5 separate regions of the Mus musculus genome follow, and regions 2, 3, 4 and 5 are each linked to region 1. Evidence: chromatin contacts called from public HiChIP or PLAC-seq data. All regions are on one chromosome and are shown on one strand. The core of a region is the stretch at or near the end of the contact, and the rest is flanking DNA. Distances in the headings are between cores, read along the strand shown. Region 1 holds the start of Gli3 (GLI-Kruppel family member GLI3). Region 2 overlaps Gli3 (GLI-Kruppel family member GLI3). Region 3 has its middle 45 kb from the start of Gm20043. Region 4 overlaps Gli3 (GLI-Kruppel family member GLI3). Region 5 overlaps Gli3 (GLI-Kruppel family member GLI3).

What was found. HiChIP or PLAC-seq counts read pairs in DNA pulled down with a chosen protein or histone mark.
Region 2: an H3K4me3 HiChIP or PLAC-seq map of neural progenitor cells shows a contact between it and region 1, with 20 read pairs. The contact joins the enhancer-like site here to the promoter of Gli3 in region 1. A contact is called at or near these places in 1 of 39 promoter capture datasets (the 3T3-L1 cell line), 1 of 484 Hi-C or Micro-C datasets (nephron progenitors), 12 of 115 datasets of contacts at active chromatin or transcription factors (cardiomyocytes, craniofacial prominence, embryonic forebrain and 8 more) and 2 of 9 other capture datasets (adipose tissue and pancreatic islet).
Region 3: a contact with region 1 is called in an H3K4me3 HiChIP or PLAC-seq map of embryonic limb bud, with 2.8 times the contacts expected there. The contact joins the enhancer-like site here to the promoter of Gli3 in region 1. A contact is called at or near these places in 4 of 484 Hi-C or Micro-C datasets (cranial neural crest, embryonic fibroblasts and nephron progenitors), 4 of 115 datasets of contacts at active chromatin or transcription factors (craniofacial prominence, embryonic limb bud and embryonic stem cells) and 1 of 9 other capture datasets (liver).
Region 4: an H3K4me3 HiChIP or PLAC-seq map of embryonic limb bud shows a contact between it and region 1, with 4 times the contacts expected there. The contact joins the enhancer-like site here to the promoter of Gli3 in region 1. A contact is called at or near these places in 3 of 39 promoter capture datasets (the 3T3-L1 cell line, cancer-associated fibroblasts and cranial neural crest), 5 of 484 Hi-C or Micro-C datasets (embryonic fibroblasts, nephron progenitors and tail fibroblasts), 9 of 115 datasets of contacts at active chromatin or transcription factors (cardiomyocytes, craniofacial prominence, embryonic forebrain and 6 more) and 5 of 9 other capture datasets (adipose tissue, embryonic tail, embryonic trunk and 2 more).
Region 5: an H3K4me3 HiChIP or PLAC-seq map of craniofacial prominence shows a contact between it and region 1, with 5 times the contacts expected there. The contact joins the enhancer-like site here to the promoter of Gli3 in region 1. A contact is called at or near these places in 4 of 39 promoter capture datasets (the SN4741 cell line, maxillary cranial neural crest, neural stem cells and 1 more), 6 of 484 Hi-C or Micro-C datasets (the 3T3-L1 cell line, brain, nephron progenitors and 3 more), 15 of 115 datasets of contacts at active chromatin or transcription factors (astrocytes, craniofacial prominence, differentiating embryonic stem cells and 9 more) and 2 of 9 other capture datasets (adipose tissue and liver).

The regions. Positions count from the first base shown.
Region 1 is chr13:15,462,296-15,464,995 of GRCm38.p6, forward strand. It overlaps Gli3 (GLI-Kruppel family member GLI3), which reads left to right and starts at 1,428. Exons shown (of 15, transcript NM_008130.3): 1 at 1,428-1,816. Gm6556 (a long non-coding RNA gene) reads right to left here and starts at 2,323. Exons shown (of 1, transcript XR_001780862.2): 1 at 1-2,323.
Region 2 is chr13:15,687,380-15,690,079 of GRCm38.p6, forward strand. All of the region lies in intron 10 of Gli3 (GLI-Kruppel family member GLI3), which reads left to right. Among named protein-coding and RNA genes, the nearest start is that of 4933412O06Rik, 110 kb to the right of the region's middle. Within about 2 kb of position 1,297, at least 6 of the 459 cell types and tissues checked have an H3K27ac peak or open chromatin away from gene starts, as enhancers often do. A contact at or near this core is called in neural progenitor cells and stem cell-derived neural progenitor cells, where this site is marked.
Region 3 is chr13:15,329,713-15,332,412 of GRCm38.p6, forward strand. No RefSeq gene overlaps it. Among named protein-coding and RNA genes, the nearest start is that of Gm20043, 45 kb to the right of the region's middle. Within about 2 kb of position 1,264, at least 3 of the 459 cell types and tissues checked have an H3K27ac peak or open chromatin away from gene starts, as enhancers often do.
Region 4 is chr13:15,661,058-15,663,757 of GRCm38.p6, forward strand. Gli3 (GLI-Kruppel family member GLI3) reads left to right here. Exons shown (of 15, transcript NM_008130.3): 10 at 1,333-1,473. Among named protein-coding and RNA genes, the nearest start is that of 4933412O06Rik, 140 kb to the right of the region's middle. Within about 2 kb of position 1,389, at least 6 of the 459 cell types and tissues checked have an H3K27ac peak or open chromatin away from gene starts, as enhancers often do.
Region 5 is chr13:15,623,514-15,626,236 of GRCm38.p6, forward strand. All of the region lies in intron 4 of Gli3 (GLI-Kruppel family member GLI3), which reads left to right. Among named protein-coding and RNA genes, the nearest start is that of Gm6556, 160 kb to the left of the region's middle. Within about 2 kb of position 1,413, at least 68 of the 459 cell types and tissues checked have an H3K27ac peak or open chromatin away from gene starts, as enhancers often do. A contact at or near this core is called in the SN4741 cell line, astrocytes, craniofacial prominence and 5 more, where this site is marked.

The sequences.
Region 1 (2,700 bases), core at 178-2,677:
ATGGCTAAGAAGTGTCTGGAGCCCCACACTGAAAGCTTAAGTCACTCTCTGCTTTTGTCTTTGTCATAAGCAACAAGTCACCAGAAACAAATAACGAATACACTGTCAATTCCGTTAAAAATTTTCCCCAGTTTAGCACGTGAATTTCAAAATGTTCTTCAAATTATTATAGCTATTCATCCACCCACTCTGCCTTCAAGACGGCTGCCACAGAGCACCCTGAGCACCAAGGCACTCCTGGTGGGCCAACTGCTTACTCCGGTATTCTGGAATGTCTCTTGGGTTTTCTTCTTTCTTCCACCCCCTTGAAATCCTCCCTTTCAAGTAACAGGTTGGGGTGAGTACCTGGATGGGGAGAGAGAGATGAGTGCACTGGCCCGTTGAAGTAACATGGGTCTTTTAAAAGAAACCAAGGACAGGCACTCTGCATCTTAAGGAAAAGAACCCCGTGCAAGTCAGGGTTCTCAGCTCAAGTCCCGGTTCCCAGCTCGGGTCTTTGTGTTCTTTGCAAAGTGGCCCACGGGGACAGTAGGCTGTACGGCGAGACGTCCCAAACGGAGTTTAACGCAACGGGGAGGAAAGTCTTCAACTTTCAAAAGCATCATCCCGCGAGAGGAAGTTTCAGGCTTGGCCTAGGGAAAAGTACCAGGAGGTGTGCGGGGGTGGGGCAGTGGCGATCTGAGAGGTCTCTAGAGAAGGAAGGGGAGTCCAGCCCGAGAGCGGAGTTGGGGGGGGGGGGGGCGAAGAGAGGCGGCATGGGCGAAGCGCCCGGCAGCGCGCGAGCCCCGGCTGCTCGGCTGCGCGGGAGCGCAGGCCTGGAGGGCTCGGGTGACATCACCCGCGGGCCCCTTCCTCCTGCCGGGTGGGTGGGGCCTGGCGCGCCGCGCGGGCGCGGGGTCAAGGAGGGGGAAGAGGAGGAGCAGGCCTGGATGTGTCTGTGTGAGGACCCGGGAGGGGCGGAGGCGGTGGAGCGCGTGGCTCCCGGCTGCCCGCGCCAGCCCTGCCCGGCCCGACGCGCGGCCTCAGTGCCGCCCCTCAGCGCAGCGCCCTGGGATCCGCGCGCGCGGAGCGGGACCCCGCCGGGCGCGGCCTGGAAAGGAGCGGGAAAGCAAAGTAAGGCGAGCAGTCTTCCCAAGTTTTTAAACCAACTTCGCCCCCTGCGGCGGCGGCGGCGGCGGCGGCGGCGGCGTCGTCCCGCGGCTCGGCGCGTCCCCCCCAGCGCTCCTCCGAGTGGCGGAAATTAGAGGGACGGGGCGGGGGTGGGGGCGCGCGAGGGAAGAAGGAGCCGGGAAGGAGAGCAGAGTCTGACCACATCTGTGAAAACTTGGGGAAGGAGGGCGGGGAGGAGGAGGAGCGCAGGAGCGCGCGGAGGGGAGCGCGAAGGGCGCGCGCGGCGGAGCTCAACTTTTGCAACCGGGGCGCTCGGCCTGGACGGGCCCTTAGTCGTTGAAAAGTCGACTTGACGGTCGGGGGGCTCCTTTCTTTCTCTTTCTCCTCCCACCCGCGGTTGAACCAAATCAGAACTGTCACTCAGGGCCGGTGACTCAGAGGGATCAGATTACAGGATCCCTGAAACTGATGCGCGGGCTGCAGCGGCGGGAGGGAGCGGACCGGGCCGCACCGCCGGCGCCCGCACACTCGTCCGCCCGCCCGCCGCTCCCCTCCTCGCCCGCTCGCCCCGTCGCCGGCCCACGCCACACCATGCCCGCCGGGGCCGCACGCTGGGATCAGTCAGGCCATCCACGGTAGCCCGAGTCCGCCTGCCGCTCCGCCGGCGCAGGTCTGTGGATTTGGGACCTGACAGCCAAAGCCGCAGGTACGTCCCGCCTGAAGTTCTTTGTTTTGCGGGCCCCGCAGCCCTCCCTGTCGAGCTTCCCGGCGGCGTCGGAGCGGCTTGTGTGCGCTCGCGCCTTCCCGCGCTCTCGGGGATCGGGTCTCGGCTCTCCGGACTGCAGAGCTCCTGCCCCAGGGCGCGCGGACCAAGTTTGCAGCGGCGGCGTCCGTGCCTACTTCTCGCCAAGTGCTGCGCAGAGCTCCGGGAGTCCGGAGCTGCGGCTGGTCCTCGCGCCCCCGCAAGCCGCAGCTTGGCTTGCGCGCAGCGCCTGGGGATGCGCCGAGCCGCCGCTGCCCCGCTCTCCAGGGTCCCGCCTTCACTTCTGAGGGTGGGGGTGCGGGGTGAGCGGATGGAGGGCGCGCCTCCGCGGTGGGAGAGGAAAAGTGAAAGTTGTGCCATCTGTGCGTGATTTGGAACTCTGTCTCTTCCTTTCCAGAGGTAGAGCAGAAAGAAAGAAAAGAGAAAGAAAGAAAAGTAGCCGTGGCCCTTGCGGTAACCAAGAGGCCGAATTTGCACAGAGCAGAGTTGGGTACGGATCACTCTACTCTGCTGGGGACACTTAACTTTCTGGAGTTGCAGTGGGACCCCGAGGATGTGGCAGAGTTAATATTGATCATACATTTGAATAGTTGGTGAAGCGACTTTTCAGCAGATGGCCACATGCCCTCACACTCGGCCCGGCCTTTGCTTATTATCCTTTGATGAACTTAGTATCCTTCTGTGAACTTTGTGCCTGTGTCCCGGAGTGCACCTTTTTGAGTACCAAGCCATACCCCCCCTCCCCCCAGGCTTTCTTGGCTGTGTGTGTGTAAAGACCACTTAGGGAAGTTTCCTGCACCGCGTTTACCCTTTCTCCTCCCCCAACT
Region 2 (2,700 bases), core at 47-2,546, 220 kb after region 1:
GCAGAGTAGAGTACCAGCATAAAACATTGTGGTATCTATCCACTGACCTTCTTATAACTGTTCATGTTCCCGCTGTCCATGCTGACTCTTTCATCTGTGCCTTCTGTCATAAATTGAGCCACATATGGCGAATCTCATGTCCTTGCGCTCCTTGTAGTCATCCTTTTTTCAGTGGCCGTTAATGTATTTGGGTTTTCTTTGCCTTGTTAAATATTACCTTGTTCAAACAGTCATATTTCTATCAAGAGGAAATAAGTATAATTTGTTCCTCCACTGGAGTCCTTTTACTCTAAATTGTAGTGTTTAGCACCTCCCATTTATTCTCATTAAAGTGCCAACCTGTTTGTTATTGTAACAGTCTCTCTCATTTTGTTTTCTACTGAAAAGAAATTCCCAAGATTTAGAGTTGTTTGCTGTCAGGAAGGCTGGCCTGGCCTGACCAGGTTTGAGTCATTTTCTTATGAATGAATTGTGTGTGTGTGTGTGTGTGTGTGTGTGTTACCAGTTTTTCTCATTTGTGCATGTTGGCTACTAAAAATATAAAATAAAATAAAATAAAATAAAATAAAATAAAATAAAATGCACAAACAGAGAAATACTCTTTTTATTCTTAACAAAATTTAGTTTTACCCTAGAAATTCATTTGCTTCTTGTTTTGTGTTTTTGGATGGGGGCGATTTTAAGTTCTGTCTATTTATTACTTTTGTTATGTAATCGCTTCTCTGAAGTATTTCTATTTTGTAGCCAATAGGAAAAACTACATTAAGAATAACCTGAGTCAATATTGTTGAGAAATGTTTATTTCTTTATGAAGCGAACTTTTTCCAAGTGTTTTCTTCTGGGCACAGTTCTGCACAGTTGCTGCTGGAGGCCAGCTGGGGAGGAACGCTAGCTAGGTTGAGGCAAGCACTTGCTGCAGGAGTGCATGCAGCGCTCTCTGGGCTGGGGCTCCTCTGAGTGAGTGTGGTGAGCCCTGCCCTGTTACCCACAGAATCCTATTTTTATTATTATGTGGTAATATTATCTGAACTTGTTTGAAAGGAACCATTTTCTTTTTATTATTATTATTATGGTTCTATTCCCCCTCTCCTGGAAATTGTTGGGTGTTTTTTTTTTTTTCTTTTGTTTTCCTCCTCCTTTCATGATTTCTGTGCCAGTCTTTATCACTTTGACAGAATGCCTGAGGAAGAAGGATTTCTTTGGCTCCTTGATAAAAGGTTTCACTGCCGAGTCAGCTGGCTGCATGGCTGTGGGCCTAATTCAAGGCTGATAGATCACCACAGAAGGACACTGTTTTCCTCCGGGCAGCAGGAAGTACAGGGTAGGGACTCTAGAATCACTGCCTTAGGGCATGCTGGACATGACCTACTGTTTCCAAGGTCCCCACACTCAAGTTCCTATCACTGCCCAACATTCCCATGAGAATTTTGAATCACTATTAGATCAATCCCGAGATTCAGTAACAGTCTTCATGACCCCATCCATTTGCCAGAAACTCCACCCCTGGACATTTCAGAGGCAATAGAAGGTTTCACACATGGCTTTGGGGTAACATTGTCAATCCAAATTGAGGCTATGAAGTTCAAGTCTTGCTAATGGTACCTTGGTTTGGTTTCCTTGATCCCAGCTGTTTCTGATGGTATGTGTTTATCCGTAGCCTTCTTCCTCCTGCAACCTGTTTCCTGCTACTTTCTACTTCAGTGTAGGAATGGTTTGGGTTTAGAGTTTTAAACAACTTTTATTAACTCGTTGAGAATTTTATTCAGTGTATTTTGAACATTTACACCCTTCCTGATTTCTACCATAACTACCCTCACATTCTTTTCTACCCAGCTTTAAGGTATCTTTTCTTTCTTTTCTTTTCCCTCAAGTCCATATTGTGTTGCCCAACTATTCTTGGGACTGGGGCCCTCCCTCCTATATGATAGATGTACCAAAGGTCATATTAAATAAAACTGACTCACCCTCTCTAACAGCTTTCAAGAGTCAGCTGCTCTGCCAATGGTGGGATATTTTTCCCCTTCTCACCGCCTCCATGTTGACAATTTGGCTGGATTTTCAAGGTTTTGCAAGAGCTCTCACGATCAATATTCTTGACTCCATATAAAATTGACATTTATTCATTTGCATATGTTGAATATCCCCACGTTACTTGGATAAAGCCAACTTTGTCATGGTTGGTGAAGGATCTTTTTCATGTGTTTTGTTAACTCAGGTTGCAAGTATTTTATGAGAAATTTTACATGTATATTCACCAGGGAAATTGGTCTGTAATTTTCTTCCTTTAAAAAAAAAAAGTCTCTTTATCTGGCTTTGGTACCAGCATAATACTGGCTTCATAAAAAAAAAAAAAAAAAGGAGCATTTTCTCTAAAGATCTGGTATAGCTCTGCATTAAATCCTAGAGTTTTGGGGTTTTTTTTTTTTAACATGGAAAAAAATACTAGTATTCATTCGCTCAGTCCTATTGAGTTTGCATTATTTGTCTCATCCTGGTTTAACTTTGGTAGGTCAGGTACATCCTATGATTGATCTGTTGCTCTTAGACTTTCTAGTTTACTTAAATGTAATTTTTATAAGGACTGTCTCCATGAATTTCTGAATTTTATTGGTATCTATTGTTATGGCTCCTTTTTTTATCCCTAATTTTATTAATTAGGGTCTTTTAAGTTTAGTGAGTTTTGTCATTTTTATTTACCTT
Region 3 (2,700 bases), core at 14-2,513, 130 kb before region 1:
TCCAAGTCAGGAGGCTCGTAACTACATGTAATTCTATCCATGGTATCTGCTGCCTCCTTCTGGCTTTTATGGGCACTGCACTCATGTGCTGCTCATATATTCAGATGGAGATAGCAACAAAAACAAATAATTTTTTTAATGTAATAAACAAGGAGAAAAGAAAACTGAATATCCTGTGTGTGCTTCTCTCTGTCTCTCTCTGTCTCTGTCTCTCTCTCTCTTTCTCACACACACACACATACATACATACACAGGCTATTTTCATAAAAAAATATCCATTAGAGGCTGGAGAGATGGCTTCTGCTAAGAGCACACACTGCTCTCACAGAAGACCCAGGTTCAGTTCTTAGCACCCATATCAGGTGGCTCACAATTCCCTGCAAATCCAGTTTCATAGGATCTGACCTTCTCTTCTTGCCTCTGTAACAAGCATGTGGCAAATACATAATATAATTTTTATAGAATTAAAGTGCAATATTAGGGTGACCAAGCATGTAGCAAGATTGCTGTAGTGCCATCTTTAACTCAGCATACTAGGCTAAACACCAAGGGTGCCTGTAAGGCCCATCCCAAAAACAGCTCAAATTGTTGCAGTTCACTCCTGATAGTGGTGTTCTTATTTGGAGAACTGTCATCTTTGTGCCATTCCCTTAGGCACCGCATGTTATAAGACCTCAGTGCTTTGTATTTACTGAGTGAACAAAATGCCTAAAGTTGTAGTTGAGTAGGATAATGAATTGGAAGCCTTCACAGACAATGTATCTCATCCACATTATTCTTCTATCACTGTCCAGGAATCAATGCCAGAAATATGATTTTTGCTCTGTCGATATTATTTTGTTTTCAGTCTAAGGTGGTTTAACTATTTAGGAAGAGCACTTGTTTTGTTGTTTCTAGACAAAGAACTGCTAAGCAATATTTTTTTTCCTTATAACATGTTAGTTTGGTTTCTTGGACTGTCATTTTGACTAGGATTTAAAACAGACATTGTCAAGAAGTTAGAAAATACCCAAATTAGAGAGTTGGCAGCATGTCATTAACAGACTCATCTGGAAACTGTGCCTGCCCGTCAAGACTGTTTGTAAATCTGGAGATAATCATGGGTACCTGAATATTGCAGTCAAAGATAGGATTCTATAGAATTGGAAAGGCATATAGTAACTAAGGTAATTGTTATGTCCAGAGTCCTAATGCAAGCTACTCAATTCCAAGCAATGGACACTAGAAATTAAAGCAATTTCTAAGAAATCAGCAAATGTATTTTCCTGGGCTGGGACAGAAAAGAGAATTCAAATCCAGACACAATATATAGCCTCTATTGTTCCATTTCAGAAACATAAAGTCTTCTATGTCATTACGTGTCCTCAGAGATTGATCCCAATTGAGAAGCCAGCACTAGGAACATAACTAATATTTACTGCTGGCTTGGTGAAGACACTGAGTAAAGGCAATCCTAAACAAAGAGACTCTGACCATATTGTGTCGATTTCAGGGATCTGAGAGGCAACTGAATTCGTCATGACCTTAGGACAGATGTTTCCACTCAGTTTTTCAGAGCCATAGATGGTAATCAACTTACAGCAAATCTTTATCTCAGACACAGCCACCTGGCTTCCTTGAGCAAAACAGCAGCATTTTAGCAGATTTCTGGGCAGAAAAGCTTTGAGAAATACAAAGAAATGGGATGCTTTGTAAATGCCAGTCATGGTGGGTGCTCAGAAAGAGATCTGATTTGGATCAGAAAGATTGCAAGATACATTCTGTAATCAAGGACCTTAGGCCAAATGGGATTTGTGTATCAGGCTACCCTTAGAAGATAAATTTCAGACTCACCAGACTTTAATGTATAAAAACCACCTGTGTAGTGCTGGAGAGATGGCTCAGCAGTTAAGAGTGCTACTTGTCCTTTCAGAAGACCTGGGTTTTTTTCCTGGAACCCACATGGTAGCTCACAACCATCTATAACTCCACTACCAGGGAATCCAGTACGACTTCAGGCACTGCCTGAATGAAGTACACATACATACACTCAGGCATACTCATAACATTAAATGCATTTTTCTTTTTAAAAACTAACCTGCAGCTTTGTTAAAATGCAGATTCTGATTCAGTGGTGGGTCCTAAGCATGCATTTCTATGTGTCCTCAGTAATGTTGATGTGCCAAGTCCAAAGTCAGACTAAGGAGATCCTAAGTTGCCACAGCCCTGGTCTGGATTGTCACTGCTCCAGAGACCACAAGACTTACTTGGCCCTCCTCAGGTCACCTGGGGGACATTGACTCATCTACTGAAATCAAACTAAATTTACATCTTCCCTCCCCCTCTCTTTCTGATGAGACTCTAGAGAAGCTCACATGTTGATTTGGGATAGTTTGCTATTGTGATTAAGTGAAAGAGATTCAACAAGATTTCGATGGGGAATAAAAGAATTCTCTTTCTGAGGAAATGTTTAATTCTTGCTCTTCCAGTTGATTTGTAGGGGTGAGGGTTTAAAGTTTAGATCTAAAATGCTACTCACTATTCTTTTCCTAGTTTAATAGTTAGCTGCATTTGAGCAGAAACTGGGCACAACTAGCTGTCAAATCCAGATCTCTGATCTCCCTGTGACAGTGTGTGATTCTGGGCTCTGCTTAAAGTGTTCCTTTGATTAAGACCCACTGAACCCAGGCCTGAATTGCTCATAGCAGCCTTGGTAAAACA
Region 4 (2,700 bases), core at 139-2,638, 200 kb after region 1:
ATCCTCTCCATTTATACACAACATTTCCCTACCCACTGTGTTCTTGACATTGGCCATGTGTTTGAAAATGACCCCATTAGCGATTGGCTGAATTCATTTCTCTAGTTCAAAACCAAATACTTGCAGTGAAGGATGTTATGTGGGGATATGTGTTCTTCATAGGTGAGATGGCTTAGAAGTTTGAGCCATCGTAGTCCAGAGAGTGTTTGGTTAGACTCGTCTGTTTCTGTTCATAGATGTGATGAGGCTTCTTATCACTGACCTCGACCCTAAGTTCCTGAGCTTCTGGCCTCATGCTTCAGCTCAGCAGTTTATGATGTCCCCTTCATTGATTATGTTCTCCACTTTTCTTATTTTGCTACTTTGTACTTGTTCAAAAAGCTCAGAGAATCAGAAGAGACTCAAGTCCCGCCAAATAGATTCAGGACGGAATTGCTGATCACTTAAATCCGCCTCTTCTAAAGAACATGTAGGGTATGCCCAGATTGCCGTTTCTTATGCGCTTGAGCCTGGCATGGCAGGTTTGATCAGTGCTGTTTCCCTCAAGTCAGAGCTTAGTGAGAGTCTTCAGGTCCATGCAGTCAGAACTTTGTTATCATCTGTATGGTTCAACCCAGTCCTTACTGAAGGAAGGCAATGGGTCCCTCCATGAGAATTTTGAAGACTGAATGAGGTTATGATAAGGAGGGAGTTCTGAAATAATCCTCGTCATAGCGTGCTGGAGAACAAACAATGTTGCTGCTTACACCATGGTGTATTCATGAACAGTTTATCATGTTAGCCTACAGCAGGGCTCAGATCTGTCTGTGTAGCTAGTGCCTAGAATCCTGGAGAGTGTTTGCATTGCATTTACTAAGAAGCTGTTGCTGACGACTAGGAAAGTCTGTCCAGAGCATCGGGTGTTCTTTCCACGGCCTCAACCATGAGTCAGACAAGCATTTCCCTGAAGACCTGATATTAAACCAAGAAGGTGTGTGATCCCTAACAGAAAAGTCTACAAAGTACCTCTCACATCAGGGGAGAGAACTAAAAGTATGTCAGTGCCATTCGCCTGCATTATAAGATATAACAATAAATAAAGCGATCGAAGACAATCAAAACAACCGAACAAGATAGGGACAGTTTGGAATAGGATGTAAAATATGCTACTCTTATGGGTTTTGTTGTTATTTAATTTTTGCCTTGGATTTTTTTATTTGTTTATTTTGTTGTTTGTTTGTTTTAAGATGTCAGTTTTGTTCCTAGTCTCTGGAGCAGGGCCAGGTTTCAGCTTTTTTCTTTCTTTTCCACTCTGCCTGATTTTCCCTCTGTTTCTTGCCTTCACCCTTCCAGGAACAGCCGGAAGGAACAACCCTAGTCAAGGAGGAAGCGGACAAAGATGAAAGCAAGCAGGAGCCTGAAGTCATCTACGAGACAAACTGCCACTGGGAAGGCTGCACCAGAGAGTTCGACACCCAAGATCAGCTTGTGCATGTAAGTGGCTGCTGTGTGGGGACGGACGCAGCTTCCCAAATCAGCGACCTTTGCAGGAGGGCAGCGGCTCTGACCCTGCGCGGAGTCAAGTTTCTTAGCTGGCAGCACTGAGAACTGGAGGGGGCTTTATGATTTTCTGAGAATAAAGGAAACCCTGAGCCATGGTGCTTGACCTGTTCAGTCAGCTAAAGCTTAGTGTAAAATTCAATAAAGTCTTCAATAGAGAGTGTAATGACTCTGATCCTGTAAGCCAGAAAACACTATTTTGAGTTAGAGGCTTTGATGGTTATTGAGTAATAGTAAGCTGGACATGAATTATTATTAACCTTTTAACTAAGTTTCAGTCCCCTTCCAGGACTCAGTAACAATATAAAAATATTACAAAAACACATGGGTCCTTTTACAGACCTCAAAGTTGAAGGAGCCTCCTATTATTGTATGTAGCAATGTAGCGCTTTATTTTTGACCTGAAGGCAACATTGTGGATTAAAGCTTGCATGGAAACAATTTTGTTTAATGATGGAAACCTTACAGTAGTCACGTTATGACACCATTCCTTCTCTTACCAAACCAAGGGCAGATATCTTGAGTGTTATTTCTGATGAATACCCATAGCTCCTTTGCTGTGTCTTTGTCATGCTTGGCACAAACTCAGATGCCAGTGGAGCATTCTAGCCATATAAGACCAAGATCAACTGCCATGGGACAGCATTTAGAGTGTCTGGAATAAGAAGATATAGGCTGAGATGATGTCTCTACAGAAGCGCAGTGTCCTGTTAAGGCACTAAGGATGATTGTACCAAATAGGACAGTTTCTTATGATTGAGCATCTCTATAGCGCAGTGGTTCTCAATCTTCCTAATGCTGTGAGCCCTTTCTTCATGTTGCCATACTCTCCCCAACCACAAAATCATTTTGTCGCTATCTCGTAACTGTAATTTTTCTATTGTTGTGAATTGTAATGTAAATATCTGACATGCAACCCCACAAAGGGCTTGTGCCCTACAGGTTGAGAACTGCTGCTGTAGCGATTGTGTCAAGTCTAGCACACGAGATTATGAGAAACGTGATATACAGAATGTTAGATTTCACCTCTTACCAGCAGGACCTCACTTCTTCTCTTTAAATCATGCCTCTTTGTATATGTGTAAGTAGAAATATAGATTTCTCAAGTACAGCCAAAAAGTAAGTCAAATGTTTTTAATTAGCGTGTATTTTCAGGTTTTT
Region 5 (2,723 bases), core at 163-2,662, 160 kb after region 1:
TATAGCTCAGAGATGTATGTGGAAGAAGAGACAAAAGATAGTAAGAGCCAGAGGTGTGGATAATTCCAAGGAAGCAGTGTTTTCCAGACACAGCAGGAGTGATGTACATACAGACTCCCAGCAAGTGTGATAACATGCATTTTCACAGGGCCCTCTGTGAAGGCCCTTCCCTGCTAACATCTGCAAATTCTTTCTGTGGTGCCTGGGAAGCTGGTTTGAGCCACTTAAGGTAGCCAGGGCTTAGCTTACAGGCGTAATGTCATGTGGGTCCATGCATGTTTTACTTCCTGGGAATAAGTTAGACGCTAAAGAAGAGTTATATATTTATTGAAATGCATTCTGATATTATCTAAATCCTGCCAAATGCATGTGATATGCATGTATGTCCTATCATATGGGCCAGGGTGGAGGGACATGATTCCTCCCCACTTACAAGAGAAATCATGGAGACTTGTTACTCCAGTTTACCTTACACACACACACACACACACACACACACACACACACACAGAGAGAGAGAGAGAGAGAGAGAGAGAGAGAGAGACAGTATGCCCATTCCTGCTCACTTTTTTATAATAATTATTACTTAAGACTTGTCAGTGAAAGCCTGCATAATCATCTATTTTAATGAAGGTAGTCAGAACGAGTAAAGCCAGCTTGTTTAAATGGCCAAACTCTGGGCTTCTCTGATTCTGGGCTTTAGCTGTGCAGCACCTCATGCAACCGTTGCATACAGGGAAGGTTCCCCAATTCAAGATTCCCTGGGAAGAGATGGAATTTGGTACTAAAGCAGGGACAGCCTGCTGCACGAAGCTTCTCTGTGCCTTGGTGTATGACATTCACCCATGCAAATGTGGCACAGCTGTGAGTTTTGTACACTCTTTGTAAGAGTCCTTGAGCATTTCAGGAGTAGCTCCTCAGTCATGAAAGGCAGGCATCGGGCTGTAGGGCTTTAACCTGCCTGGTCCTTCCAGTGCTCCCTTTTGTGGCTTATTTTCGTGATGTGAAGCAAATGTACATTGCATCACAATGAACTGGGCCTGAATTCTCCACCTTTCCAACTTTTAGCCTGGGGATAGACTTGGGTTGTGCCGGTCACTGTTTGCTGCTTCTGTTTGTAGGGAGGAGAGATTTACCTTGGAAGACATGGAACTTGAATGGGAAGGAAAAGCAGAGTGCATTCCCTCCCCCAGTGTGGAGAGGGAGGAAAGCCTCCTTCTTTGGTCTATTTGCTTAGCAATGGTCTTCTTTGATGCAGTCTTTTCGTGGGCACCCACTGAAGTCTCAGTGTACTCAAGTTTTAGAAAAGGCAGTTGGCCAGTCTTTGTTTTCTTTGTTGAACTGTTTATTTTGCTTTCTTCCTACAAGGTTGCCTGGCCCTGCTCTCACAGCGCTTTTCTGCATGAATTACATTCCTCAGAGCCACAAGTCTCCCAGTTCTTCCAGGCAATTTGACTCTGGCCTGTGTGTTCAGTCTATAGCTTCCATCTGCCTGAAGTCTTTGCCAAGAATACTTGCTGAATGACTAACGTGGGGACCTAAAGACATGTTTTAAATGTCATTAGCGAGAAGAGCTGAGGTTCATTCAAGTTTGTAACTTGGCTATTCTGTAGTCGTTATTAGCTTTAAGATCAGTGAAGGAAGAGCTACTAAGCCCTTTGCTTTCCTTTGAATGTGGAGAAGGCAACTGAAGGCTGATAGTGCAGGTTTGCCCTCCTCGGGTCTAGTTAGTAAATGTCAGCTGTCCTGTGGGGAGGGGCCATGTCTACTCCATGTAAGTGAAAGCCACATTTCTGAGCTATCTCATAATTTTTATTTTTGAATTTTAGACATTTATACTTGTAAATCTTGCCATAGTGGGCAAAAGTGCGTTACCTTCTCTGTGGAAATAATAAACATAGAAAGTATGCAGATGCTGTTTCCTTCTCTTCTGCGTATCATTTTTTCCTAAAGCATAGCTTATAGCTGGAACAGAGAAGAGTAACTCCTGAATTCAAAATTATGTTTTAAACTTCCATTACTAATAACAGATAATTGATCTTATAATGTGTTGAACTTCACTGCAGGTGTTAATGGGATAGTTATACAGTTTTCAAAATTCAGCTACCTTGAGAACAAATTTCTGGGAGTGAAGAATGGGGATAGATATACATTATATGTATTAATATATGTATGTTATATATGTGATTAATATATACATATGATTAAGGTACATTATATAGATCTAAGAGTTTCAAAGGATAAAATAATTTTAAAATTTTAGTAAGGAATTAGGGAGGGAAAAATGTATACCAAGTGATGATAAATGAATATTCAGAGTGGAAGAGTGTTTTCTGCATCTGTGCAGTGAAGTATGATGGATTGCTTGATTAAAATTTTTATTGGCAAAATTTTTAAAAAAGCAAAATTCCAGACAATTCTGCTTTAAAATTACACTTGTCTGTCTGTCTGTCTGTTCTGGGTGTATACATGTAGACCATTTTATACATGTGTACATCAAAAGACAACATGGAATAGGGACTCATGAGACTCAGGTTGTCAGGCTTGGCAGTAGGCACCTTCACTATCTAAGCCTCCTCAGTATGCTCACCTGCTTGGTTTGTTGTTTGTTTGTTTGTTTGTTTGTATGTTTTAGCCTGTGTTTTTTGTTTGCTTAGTTACGTCAGTTATCTTAGTCAGCTATTGTTACTTATATGTACATGACAATCTTGATTTTACTCAAG